Regions from separate parts of the Mus musculus genome. Here regions 1 and 2 are each linked to region 3. Evidence: chromatin contacts called from public Hi-C and HiChIP or PLAC-seq data. All regions are on one chromosome and are shown on one strand. Each heading gives the region's core, a stretch centred on a gene start, on an enhancer-like site or on the middle of the called end of the contact. The rest is flanking DNA. Distances are from core to core; before and after follow the strand shown.

Region 1 (4,211 bases), core at 422-2,921, 84 kb after region 3:
ACAAGTTGTGAATTGCCTCAAGTATATAGCTAATTTCATAATGCTGTCGTAAAACCCATTATTTAATTAAGAAACTTAGCAAACACATGATTGCTTCTAGATTTTTATCCCCTGTGTTTAAGTAATAGATAAAACTGTACTTTTCTTTTTTAATTAACTATCTGAGATCCTATGAGTGGTCCCACCTGAGTATAGAAATTTCAAAAGTAGTCACCTTGAACACATAATATATCATTTCTGTAATGCACACTTTATGATAGAGCTTAGTGGTTTGTTTTGTTTTTGTTTTTGTTTTGCAGACAGGTCTAAGTGTTCTTCTACAAAGGGAAGCTATATTTCAATATGATGTGACTTAGTAGTACTCATTTGAATATTGGAGGTCTTTCATTCTTATGACAGACCCTACCTGTAACCACCAGCATTTTTTAAGTTTAAAAAGAAACACAGTTATTGTATTGTAATGCCTAGAACACTATCCAATACTAAATACTCTTCAAATGTTGACAATTCAGACTAGTCCAGAAAACATGTGACTAGACACTGGAAGTGTCTCTGGACTTTATTCCAGGGAATCTCTTTAGAAAGCCTGATGTAAACTGTGATCTTGTTTCACTTAGGGCTGAATATTCTCCATTCTTCTCTGTACTTTGGCCAATTGTAGGTGTCTGTTAACCACTATCTACCACAAATAGAAATTTTCTCAGATGAGAGCTGGGAGTTGCACTGATCCATTAGAAGCTGACTTACTACTATGTCCATTTAGCAGAATAATAGCATAGTAAGTTCTCCCGTAGGACCTGGCCATAGGTTCTTGTCCCGGCAATGGTGCCAGGTCTGGGTTTGATCTTGTGGAGTGAGTGGGACTTCAATCCAGTCAGAAAGTGATTGGTCTCTCCTTTGATGTTCTTGCCACAATTCCACACTGTGCACTGGGCATGTCTGCATGCCAGTCATTAGTAAAGCTCTCAGGGTGTTCCCAGCTGGGCGACTGATGGTTACTTTTCTCCCTTAGGAGTCTTCATAGAACCTTCTATCACTGAAAATTAGCCAGTAGAGATGAAGCTTCCTCGTCAATACCAGCTTTATTTCTCCATATTCTATGACTCAAATATGTCTTCAGCAGTAAAGCCCATAAATAAAATCAAGGAGTGGGGGGTAAATAAGAGCAGTGGTAATCTATAATGTTTGGAGGGGAAGTCTATGGGATCTCAGTAGCCAACAACTCTAAAAGGAGTAAGCTATTCCTGGCACTGGACTTTAAAAGGTTCATAAAGAGGCAAAGAATGAATCTAGAGTCTGGTACTACTACTTAAGAATGGTAGAACTACCATATGACCACTTATGGATTCAGGGTCAGCACTAAATGGACGAAATCCCTGCCTTGAGTCATTTGAGTGGCCTGAAAGTTAGGCTAAAATCAGCTTAGTTTGCTGTTGATTTCAGGAACCCAAGAAAAGAGAAGAAAGAAATCTCTCTCTATATAAGGGGAAGTACATTCATTTTTGTTCTTGTTGTTTTAAGAAAGGACCTCAGATAGCCCAGAGTAGCCTTAAACTTATTCTGTAGACAAAAATGACCTTAAATCGCTGATCGTTTTGCTTGGATTGCGGCTACAGTGCTTGGCTTCAGCAGAAAACACCTTCACTACAGTCCTCAATTTGCTCCTATTAATAACAAATATAATATAACCCAGTGTAGAGTCAGTTAGCCAGATCCATAAAGAAACAGGTCAATATATACAATTCCCCACAAAAACAAATGTACTACAAACTGACTTGTAGAGTGCTCCATGCTAATTATGATATACAGACTTTAAAATAACTGTCGATTGCCAAATCTAAGAGGTTAAAAAGAGAAACTTAAAAACTAGGCAGAGAAGTGAAAATAATCCAAAAGCTTGTATTTTTTTTAATGTAAGTTCTGATTCTGAAATAACATAGAAAATTATACCAAAACTAAAAACTTGGTGAACAAATTTAGTAAAATTCAGGGTTAAAGAGAGAATTATTAACCTACAAGAAAGGGCAGCAGTAGGGCAGCAGGAAGTATTGAAGATGAAGCCTGTAGTGACAGAGTGATAATAGGAAGACTAAAGAGGTAGTATGGGTGTGAGGCCTGAGATAATATAATTTAGTTCTCAGATCCATCGGATTGAAGTCACCTAAGGAGAGGAAAGAGAGTAGACCAGCAACAGTACTTAAAGAGATTATAGCTGTGAACTTTCCTAAGCTAATGAATAATTCCCATCTATGGATTAACTTTGGTATTAATGTATGCTCTAAGCTTACCTATAAAATTACAGTTATACCTAATTATATTACTCCAAACAAGAAAGAAAAGAATAAGAGCATTAACAAAGAACAGTCATATTTTAGTTGTATTTTAATGCATACACACACACACACACACACACACACACACACACACACACACACATGTACAAGTTACCGCTTTCAAAAATAGCTGGGGTCATTTATTTCCTTCACCTCACATTCTTTGTCTTTCTGCATGACTTGGTCATGGCTCAGTTGAAAGTCACAATCTGTGATCCCTCTCCCATAACTTGGGTGAGTCTTTGTCACAACCTCAGGAAATAGCAGGAGCAGTGGAAGTAAGCTGATTGTGCAGGGCTAGGCCAGGAAAGGTGGCAGAACTGCTCCCTGGCTGGCTTCCTTTTAGGAGACTTGCCCTTAGAACCCAGCATTGTGAGGAAGCCCAGACTACAAGGAGTGCCTCTTGTAGATACTCCATTTAATAGCATGGGTCCTAGCTAACAGCTATCATCACTGTCAGATACATGATAGACAAGACTGGAGTTTATTCCAACAAGCAGATCTTTGAGTCTTTCAACAGAGGCCTCAGACACTACCTGTCTACAGAAACTGTGGAGGATAGTAAGTAGTTATTGATTTTGGCCTTAAAGTTGGAATGATTTATTATCCAGCCATAGTAAATTCATCCTTCTTCCATAGCTCGCTCTTAAAAACTATTAAAATTAAATCATGAAGCCATTTTCACCTAAAAATTAAAATCAGATGAAAATTGTATCTTGATTTAATTGTAATTTCTAAGTTACTGTGAAGAGCTAGTCTAGTAGTGAAAGAGTAGTTGGTGTGCTGCGTTGGCTGTCATTTCAAACTCTACAAATCTAATACTGAAATCATTATGTTTCTACTCCCAGCTTGTCCCCCATCCCCTCCAACATTCAGTTCACACTCACATTTCACTTATCAGGTCAGACCTTGCCGCCTTCAGATCCCTTTTATTAGTTCATCCTAGCTTAAAAACTTAGTTCAAATACTGATCTATCACCCAGAACCCATGCATACTCTGTGGAAACTGCCCTTTTCCTTATCTTTCCACCTCGCTACATATTTGTAAGATCCTCTTCCTACCAATGGGGCACATAGTATGTGCTTGGCAAATAGGTATTTTCATTTAATTAGTTTTAATTATTTTTCTGTTCTGTGTGTACGAGTGTTTTGCCTACATGTTTGTCTGTGTACTATGATCATGCCTAAGTGTCCAAGAAGGCCAGAAGAGAATATCATAGCCCCTGGAACTGGAGTTATTGTGAGCCACCATGTGGATGCTAGAATTGAACCTGGATCCTTGGCAAAAGCAGCCATTGTTCTTAACAACCAAGCCATCTCTCCAACTGTATACTTGTTTTTATACTGCTAGAGATCAAAGCTGGGGCCTGTGCACTGAGCTAGCACTCTGCCAGTGTGCTATATCTCCAGGAAGGCTTTACAATACAATGGATATTTTAACTTTCACACTAATCCTTCCCTATCTAATATTATACTTAAGGGAGAACAATGTTGTATTTTAAAACTTACTTTCCAGTTGTGGTCTAGTTAACACTTTCATTTCTTGGGTTTTATTTTTCCCAGAAAAATGATTTTTTAAAAGTAAATTTTGTTTTATATGATGAGTATAGTCATAAAGCTTCTTATCTAGGCCAATTTAATGCTAATTTGAGTAAAATTTTTTAAAGATGGGGAAATTAAATTTAGAATTAAACACAGTTTTGTTTTGTTTTTCAACTTGGAGAAACACTCCTTTAACATGATTGTATTTTGGGCCATTTCTCTGGGAATCCCGAGTATCGACCTGGCCAGTGTCTCTCTTCCTGGCCAGTATTTAATAAAGCTTACTTCAGTTGGGAAGAACATGATTATATTTTGAAGCTAATAACCAGTCATCTG
Region 2 (4,296 bases), core at 1,260-3,759, 85 kb before region 3:
AAGTGACTAAGAGTAGCTAAGGTTTAACAGTTCACATATACTTTACATAGATGGATAGTCCTCAAACACGTCAGAAATCCACGAGATATGACATTTAATGTTGTTTCATTATTAAGGATCATTTGACAAAGAGACATGTCTGCTCCTGACAGCGTCCCCATTCTCCTTCAAAGAAGAATTGAGAATCTCCATCTCCAGGCAAAGTTGCTCATTATGCTAAGGTAGCTACGGGGCAAAAATTGCCCTATCCATCGACAAGCAAAAAATACTTTCCAGGAAACGACACACAATGTGGAAGAGTTGACAGTTTAGCTCTGCCAAGACACAACAAACTAGTCCTTTATAGTTCCTGCTCCATTTCAAGGTCTGTAGGATGATTCTGGGCCAAAAGACTGAAGACAGATGCTCCAGTGTTATAAGGAATAGGGTCCTGGCCTGGGGTAGCAGGGGAAGACTTAGGAGTGCCCAGTCTTTGAGGTAGCCAAGGCATTTTAAAATTAATTGGCATGTGTTTGTATCTTCCACTCATGAATCCGAAGGGTTCCTGAGTGAGTGGCTGGAAGCACATGACCCGCCAGGAACACAAAGTGGTGTAAACTCCATGCTACACTCATGTCCCTATAATGAGCATTAAAGTGATATAATCTTTGGGAAGGTTATAGAAAAGATATTTTTAGAGCTTCTTTAAGTTCCTACCCTTCCTTTAGGGGCTGGAGAGATGGCTCAGAGGTTAACGGCAGAGCACTGGTTACTCTTCCAGAGACCCAGGTTCGATTGCTAGTATACAGACAGTAGCTCACAACTATCTGTAACTCCAGTTGCAGGGGATTTTCGGCCCTCTGGTGGCCTCTGTGGGCACCGGGCACACACATGGTACACAGACACATGAACAGGTAAAACCCCCATAGACATGCTATGTAAAGTGCTTTAAACATCTGTTGTCCAAAGGAGCCTTTGGCAAGAAGGTCTAAGAATGATCCAGAATGCTTCTGCCATTTGTTTGTGCTTCTCAAAACATGAGCACGGTGCTAAGGAAGACTCTGCTGTCCAGGTTTGTTTATCAGACATTCAGTCTTCCTAGTAGAAGGCTTTTAGGCCCAGGGTTTAGCTACCTCAAGGATAGAAAGAAGAAGCAGACTCACGCCCTCACACTTGTGTAGCAAGCAGTGTAATAACTGAGCCACCTCCCCAGTTAATATTTCTTTATGAATGTACATATTTGGCTACTTCTCTCAAAACTTCATTTGGGCAAGTCCTTTTTCTGGCTTTGCCATTAACTTTTCAAGGCTTGCCAGAATGCTCAGCACAGAGACACAGGGCAATTTCTTGATATTCCTTTTCTTTGAGATAGGGACTCATGTTGCCCAGGCTGATCTTGAACTTGCAATGTAGCTGAGGATGACTTTGAACTTCTGATCCACCGCACATGTCCCAGAATGCCATTTTATTTGGGACTGCAGAATGAACCTGGGGCTTTGCACTAGGCAAGTACTCTACCAAATGAGCCACATTGCCAGCTCCTTTTGAGTAAACTCTTGAAATCTTAAGAGAGAGAGATCCAAAGCCTTCATTTTAGAGTTGACAAAACTGAACCCAAAGAAGATAAATGACTTTCCTAGAATCACAAGCCAATGAATCAAAGAAGCAGTTTTGGAACTCATTCATTCATCCATTCATTCGTTCTTTTCTAAGCACCTGCTGTGCTTCAAGCATTGTCCCAGCTTCAGTGATAGAATGATGGACAGGACAGTCTCTGACTTCCTGAAAAAGTTGTATTGTGGTGGTGACTGCCCATAAGCCAATACCCTAACAGATGCTAGTGATAAGTGCTATGAAGACTGTGTGTCATAGATCTCTACCCTCCCCCCAAAAAATAAAAAAAAAAAAAAGGAAACCTAACCAGTCAGCCTTCAAACTCTTGCTTTTTTGGCTTTTGAGGGCCAGGCTCTTTTCACTACACCACTATGTCTGCCTGAAGTAAACAAACAAAGTCCTAATTTACAAGGCTCCCTCAGCTGCCTGTGTGTGCACTTGGTGGAGTTTACACCCCATGCTGTCCTGAAAGAGGGCCAACACCATCAGAAGCAGCAGCTGACTGGCTTGCCTGCTGAAACAGGTGTCCAGGCGCTGGCCAGACTGGCTTCTGCTGCTTTGAAACTTTACATCTGGTGCCGAAAGAGAGGAGGAGTGTGTTGGAATAAGACAGCTATTGAGCCAGTGGACTGAGGAGGGCTGGAGTTGGCTGATCTGGAAAATGATGCAAACCACAAGGGGACAGTCCTGAGGAGCCACCAGAGAAAACAGATGGATTTGAGCTGCAGGCATGACCACTATCTGAGCACCCTAGGCATCGCTGGGGAAGGCCTCACCACCGCTGGGGATCTGTTTATTTCTTTGTCAATCATGACATCCTCTGATGTTGCACTTAGGGAAACAGAATGTGTACTGTGACTGCTGGCTTCCCTCTGTACTGTCCAGGTAGGGCTGCGGCTGAAGCAAGGTTTTCTATTTGCACATGGAATGGCACATGGCCAACCTAGAAGGCAGGGGAGCTGGTGGATCAGAGGAAACCAGTAGATCAACAACTGGGCACTCTCCCAAGGTTGCCCACTCAAACACTGGCCCACCAGCACTCATTCCTCATTTTGTTATGACGTCAGTTTTGAGGCTGATGTGTTATTTTGTAACATAAAGTGGACACTTGAATAAAACTGAATTGGAAAAAAATTAATGAAGTATGACAACTCATTTTTCTTACAGTTGTAAGATTAATGGCCAAAGCATAGAGCTAGAAATAATAATAGTTCTTGTTGACCAACCACTGGGAACATTTATTATCTCTAGTCCTCACAGGAACCTATTCGCTTAGCAAAGTAGGTGACTCAGAAACTAACCTAGACCCTTAAGGCCTCTCAGAAACTGCATGACCAACCAAAGAGCATATACAGGCTGGATCTAGGCCTCCCTGCACATAGTAACAGATGTGCAGCTTGGTCTTCATATGGGTCCCAAACAACTGGAACAGAGGCTATCCCAAAAGCTGTTGCCTGTACATTGGATATGTTCTAGCTGGGCTGCCTTGTCTGGCCTCAGTGGGAGAAGATGCACCTAGCCCACTGAGACTTGATGGGGGGAGGGATACCCAGGGGCCCCCATCCTCTCAAGTAGAAGGGGAGGGGGAGGAGGGAAGGATTGGAAACTGTCTCTGAGGTAACAGTGGGTTGGGAATGTGGTTCCAGCTGTAGTGTTTATGCAGCATGCACAAAGGCTTGGGCCCAGTCGCCAGCACCACATAAATCGACAGTGGCAGGCACATGCATAACACTTGGGATGTAGAAGCAGGAGGTTCTAAGTTCAAGGTCACCATTGACCACTTAGTGAGTAGTTTGGGTTACATGAGACCCTATTTCAAAACAATTCACATTGATGGTAAATGGGCACTGAGCTCCATCTAACCAACACAACTCTGAAGACCAAATATATATATATATATATATATATATATATATATAAAACAATACAGTGTCCATCTCTAGGTGCTCTGGGACTTCTAAAGTATAGAGGCTGGGAGTCTATATAATTCATACTAAAAACTCGGCTACATGCCCGATAGCCAGTTAGGATATGGGAATTATACCCATTTCCCACATTTTAGGAATGAACTTTGAGGTTCATGGCAAAGACAGCCTTTATTGCTTGAGAAATATTGTACCACATGTCCCAAGTGCAATGACTTCAGTGGATGCCTAGCTAGGCAGCCTCTGGATTTCTTAATTCATATAACTGAGCTGACCACACTTTGTAACGCTGTTATCAAGTGTACAGAAACACCTGGCTATCCAGTAGGTACATGGTAAACACGGCTTGGGCTGGGCTTAGATGACCAGCCTGAGAGTATGGGTCACTTTGGCCCAGAGGATTCCAGAGAGCTGCTGTCATCCCAGGTCTAAATCAGAGTGTATGCATGTGCGTCAGAGAAGGGACCCCATGAGTCCTGAGAGGCACTGTGGAACCAATCCCATCTCCATGCTTTAACCAGGACCATGGCTCAGGCAAGAGCCAAAGGATTTCCAAACAGGAGATGACCCAACGAAGGCTAATCACCCCACGCTGAAGTCACTCCTAACGTTCTCCTGTCCTGGGTTTCCAGCGGGATCAAGGCAGTCATCTGTTAAGAATGGAACAAAATCCAACTTCAAATTCTTTTCCTCTGCTTGTCCTCTCAAGATGCAGTTGCAGCTTGGCTCTGGCTTCATGTTGTAGCTCACAGCTCTCTTCAGGCCGTTAAGGATGATT
Region 3 (3,878 bases), core at 508-3,007:
TGTATCACCTACCCCATAGGAGTGCAAACACACAGTGACGGAACAGAAGATGTACCCAGATCCCTGGCTTTCCTCCTTATTCTGCTTCACACCAGGACAAGTATTCAGCAGGAACACTGAGTTCATCTTGTGCAGGAACCAAATCGCTGCAGTTACTTTCCCCACCCTACACGGAATTATTAATAAGATTTAGGTGCTCTGGAACAGGGTTTCCCAATGTCTCTTCTTCTCCCAGAGCCTGGAGCTATCTCAATGTTTATTTTTTAAACCACATCCCCATGTTGATGACTCACAATAACTTTTGTCATCCGCTCTGAAACCTGCTATTATATATGTTTGCCCATGCCAGTCTGTCCGCCTTATTAATTCTTGGCATTGAGCCTCACTCTGGTTGGTATTCTGTTCTTCCTCTTTCTGCTTCCTGGCCCACCCACACTCAGTGTTACTGGAGCTATTAACAGTCAAAGTCCATCCCAGCACGTAGGAGGCAGAGGCAGGAGGATCTTCTGTGATGGAGGAGGGAGGGGAGAACCTGCATGGCAGAGGTGGAGGGGTTCAGAGAGTGAGAAAGTCCACAGTGCAACGATGTAGGCTCAGGCTTTAGGCCGATATCTGAAAAGGAAATAAAGAAAAGGGGAAAAAATTAGTGGTCAGTGCAGATCTGAGATTATGTCCCAGGTTAGAATACCACACCAGAGACACACAGTGTGGTTAGAAACAGGGGCTGGTTATTAAAAAAAGAAAAACACTCCCAAGAATGGGCGTGAGCTAGTGGGCTAAGTAAAAGCCTTGGGGACTGAGGGCTCAGGACCCTTTATAAGACTTTGATAAGACATCTACCTCTCCAAATTGTAGTTCTGGGGACTTTTCTGGCACATTCTCTGTTGTATAAAGCTCAGGTCAGGAAGGGTTTCTGGGCCAATTAATCACAATTAATCTTGATATTCTGGCTTCCCGTCCCCTGTCCTTCCCTCGGCTTCTGGGACTGGGTTGTATGATGACTCAAGCTGGAGCTCCCTTCAGAGATCAGGGCTTCATAATGGAAGCAACTCCTACAAAGGTAACGGTGCCTTCCCAGGAGTAGCTTGTTTTTGTGACCCATCTATGTAGGATGTCCCATTTGCTTTAATCTAGAATAATTCTAATGGGTCAGGCCAGACTCGGAGCATTCCTGGGGGATAGCTAAGGAAAGAATCTAATGCAACTATTTCTCTGCTCAACTACAGCTTCTGCCTAATCCTGTTTCTTTCAAGTCTTATATATCTTGAAGTACCTGCTACGTCCCACACCGATCCACAATAAACCTCTTTGCACACTAGTCTCCCTTTCAGTTTTCGAGGAACTCAACATATTACTGAATTCTGTTTTTCTTTCCATCATTGAGGAAAATACGTAATAAATAAATTAATTAAATTAAAAAAAAGAATTTACATGGTGAAACAGAAAGACAATTTCTGAATATTGTCAAAAAAAAAAACTTTAATATTAGCTTGTCAGCTGTGAACACCTAAGCTTCCAGGGTTGGATCTTCGTTTCTCAAATACTCTACACTGCACGGTCCAAGTTCCTGCAGAACACAGAACATACTAAAAAATGATTATTGGAATGAATGGGTGGTTAAGACCAATCCTGCCTGGACTTCGGGTCACACAGGTAGGCGGGAACTGAAGCTCCACTCGGGCTGAAGCTCAGGGGCGTGGCCCAGAGTCCCCGCCCCGAGACCCGCCAGAAGGCGTGGCCCACGCACGCCGCCTCCCGCGCGATGTCGCTGCCTGTGGTCCGGCTCGTTTGGCTTGGTCGGGTGCACTACTCGGAGCTGCTGGCGTTGCAGGAGCATTGGCTACGGCGGCTACAGGCAGACCCTCGCCCTGGGACCCTGTCGGGGACCAAAGCGGGTGTGCTCTTGGTCTGCGAGCCAGCGGGGCCCGTATACACGGGCGGGCTACGCGGTGGCCTGACACCCGAGGAGACTACGCGGCTGAGGGCCTTGGGCGCCGAGGTGCGCGCCACCGGCCGCGGCGGCCTGGCCACTTTCCACGGCCCGGGCCAGTTGCTCTGCCACCCGGTGCTTGACTTGCGGCTCCTAGGCCTGCGCCTGCGCACCCACGTGGCGGCGCTGGAGGCGTGCGCCGTGCGACTGTGCGAACTTCGGGGCCTGCAGGGCGCCCGCGCGCGGCCGCCGCCCTACACTGGCGTCTGGCTGGGGGAGCGCAAGATCTGCGCGATCGGTGAGCGCGCCGGGGCGGGACCGGGGCGGAGCCTGGGCAGGGCTAACATCGGGGAGCGCTGGGCTGGACATGAACTCTGGGCATGAGCCACTGACCTCCCTCATGGAGCTGAGACAAAAGAGTCCTCTAGTTCAGTATGAATTGCCAGGTTTCTTCCTGTGACTCATAACGGGAGACAGGATGCCAAAATTTAAAACTTCCAATGCAAACGCAATTCTTGTGTTAAACGAATCTCGAAAATAAGGGCAGCTGATGTGTAACCACAGCCCCCACCGCCATTGACTTAGCCCCCAGATCCAGTCAGTGTTCCATCCAAGTTTCAAGGGATTGTGCCCAGGCCTCCTTACCTTTCAGCCCCAGAGGGATCCTGAGGCTCCCAAAGAAGGGAAGTATAACTATGCTAAGATATTTTGGCTTGTCTTGCAGGAGTCCGCTGTGGAAGACACATCACGTCCCACGGCTTGGCTCTGAACTGTTCAACCGACCTCACATGGTTTGAGCACATTGTGCCTTGTGGACTGGTTGGAACTGGAGTCACTTCCCTGAGTGAGGCGCTTCAAAGACTTGTCACTGTGGATGAAGTAATGCCATCATTCCTTGTGGCATTCAAGGAGACTTTCAAGTGCACGTTAATCTCTGAGGACAGCCCCAGCTGAAGGACATTCATTCACCTTATCCTTGGGATGATGGTTCTACAATAGAAAGCTTCTAGTCTGACTGAGTCCCCAGAACTACTCTGATTCACTGACCATGACAGGCCCTGAGCAATTGCTAGTCTGACTGAGTCCCCAGAACTACTCTGATTCACTGACCATGACAGGCCCTGAGCAATTGCTCCCTGTATCTCCTCACCTACCTCAGACGACATTATGAAAATACTATGAAAAGTCACAGGCTACCTAAAGCATCCCCATGACCATTAACACCTGTTAATGGAGACACTCCAGTGTTATTATCAACTGCCATTTCCTAATTACTTGCTACTTTTTCAGTGCTAACAGCAATTGTATCAGTTGTATCTAACAGCAGTTTTGACTCTTAGGTTTTTTGAGTTCTGTGGGAACCAAATCTCTGTGAGGCCCAGGGAAGTGATAAAGTTACTCTTCTCAGGAGACCTGGGTCTTTCTTCAGTAAAGGAGAAAGCCTCTTCAAAAAAATAAAATAAAATAGTTTTGCCTTTCTGGGTTGAATGTCTCAAGTTTGATAATTTACCTATTTTTGCTTGAGGTCAACAGAGATGGGTTAGAGGCTTCATAAAGACAAGGTACTCCCTCCATGCATACAAAGACTAGAGAGGAAAGATTTTCCTAAGTGGGATTCCTAGATCTGTGTGCATGTCAGGCCTGCTAAGAAGCAGAAAATCTGTGATTCAAGACAGCCAAGGAACACATTACCTCAATTCTCATTGATTGGGAATTTGGAAGAAATGGACTTGGGTTGGTTGGAGTCTTACCAGAGCTTCCATTTAAAGGTCAGTTGTCATTGGAAGGCTTAACTATGCTGGAGTTCACTTTCCAAGATGGCTCACTCCATTGTGATTGCTTGGTTGCTTCTAGTTGTCGATGAAAAGCCTCAGTTCCTCACCATGCAGACTCATTAAAAAGGCTTTAATGGTTCTAAGACATTCGCCTCAATTCATTTAAAAAGGCT

Evidence for each region. A called contact is a pair of places that touch in the nucleus more often than the background predicts. HiChIP or PLAC-seq counts read pairs in DNA pulled down with a chosen protein or histone mark.
Region 1: a contact with region 3 is called in an H3K4me3 HiChIP or PLAC-seq map of bone marrow-derived macrophages, with 2.7 times the contacts expected there. The contact joins the enhancer-like site here to the promoter of Lipt2 in region 3. A contact is called at or near these places in 1 of 39 promoter capture datasets (maxillary cranial neural crest), 3 of 484 Hi-C or Micro-C datasets (bone marrow-derived macrophages and erythroblasts), 3 of 115 datasets of contacts at active chromatin or transcription factors (bone marrow-derived macrophages and embryonic stem cells) and 3 of 9 other capture datasets (adipose tissue, liver and pancreatic islet).
Region 2: a contact with region 3 is called in a Hi-C map of muscle stem cells, with 1.7 times the contacts expected there. The contact joins the enhancer-like site here to the promoter of Lipt2 in region 3. A contact is called at or near these places in 1 of 15 datasets of contacts at CTCF or cohesin (CD8 T cells), 2 of 484 Hi-C or Micro-C datasets (muscle stem cells and nephron progenitors) and 2 of 9 other capture datasets (adipose tissue and pancreatic islet).

The regions. Positions count from the first base shown.
Region 1 is chr7:100,241,115-100,245,325 of GRCm38.p6, forward strand. The region is part of intron 1 of Pgm2l1 (phosphoglucomutase 2-like 1); the gene reads left to right. Among named protein-coding and RNA genes, the nearest start is that of Pgm2l1, 16 kb to the left of the region's middle. Within about 2 kb of position 1,672, at least 7 of the 459 cell types and tissues checked have an H3K27ac peak or open chromatin away from gene starts, as enhancers often do. A contact at or near this core is called in bone marrow-derived macrophages, where this site is marked.
Region 2 is chr7:100,072,027-100,076,322 of GRCm38.p6, forward strand. No RefSeq gene overlaps it. Among named protein-coding and RNA genes, the nearest start is that of Pold3, 47 kb to the right of the region's middle. Within about 2 kb of position 2,510, at least 9 of the 459 cell types and tissues checked have an H3K27ac peak or open chromatin away from gene starts, as enhancers often do. A contact at or near this core is called in muscle stem cells, where this site is marked.
Region 3 is chr7:100,157,520-100,161,397 of GRCm38.p6, forward strand. It overlaps Lipt2 (lipoyl(octanoyl) transferase 2 (putative)), which reads left to right and starts at 1,758. Exons shown (of 2, transcript NM_026010.2): 1 at 1,758-2,228; 2 at 2,655-3,412. The coding sequence starts at 1,763. The coding sequence ends at 2,884. Gm51452 (a long non-coding RNA gene) reads right to left here and starts at 2,657. Exons shown (of 2, transcript XR_003946658.1): 1 at 2,576-2,657; 2 at 1-612.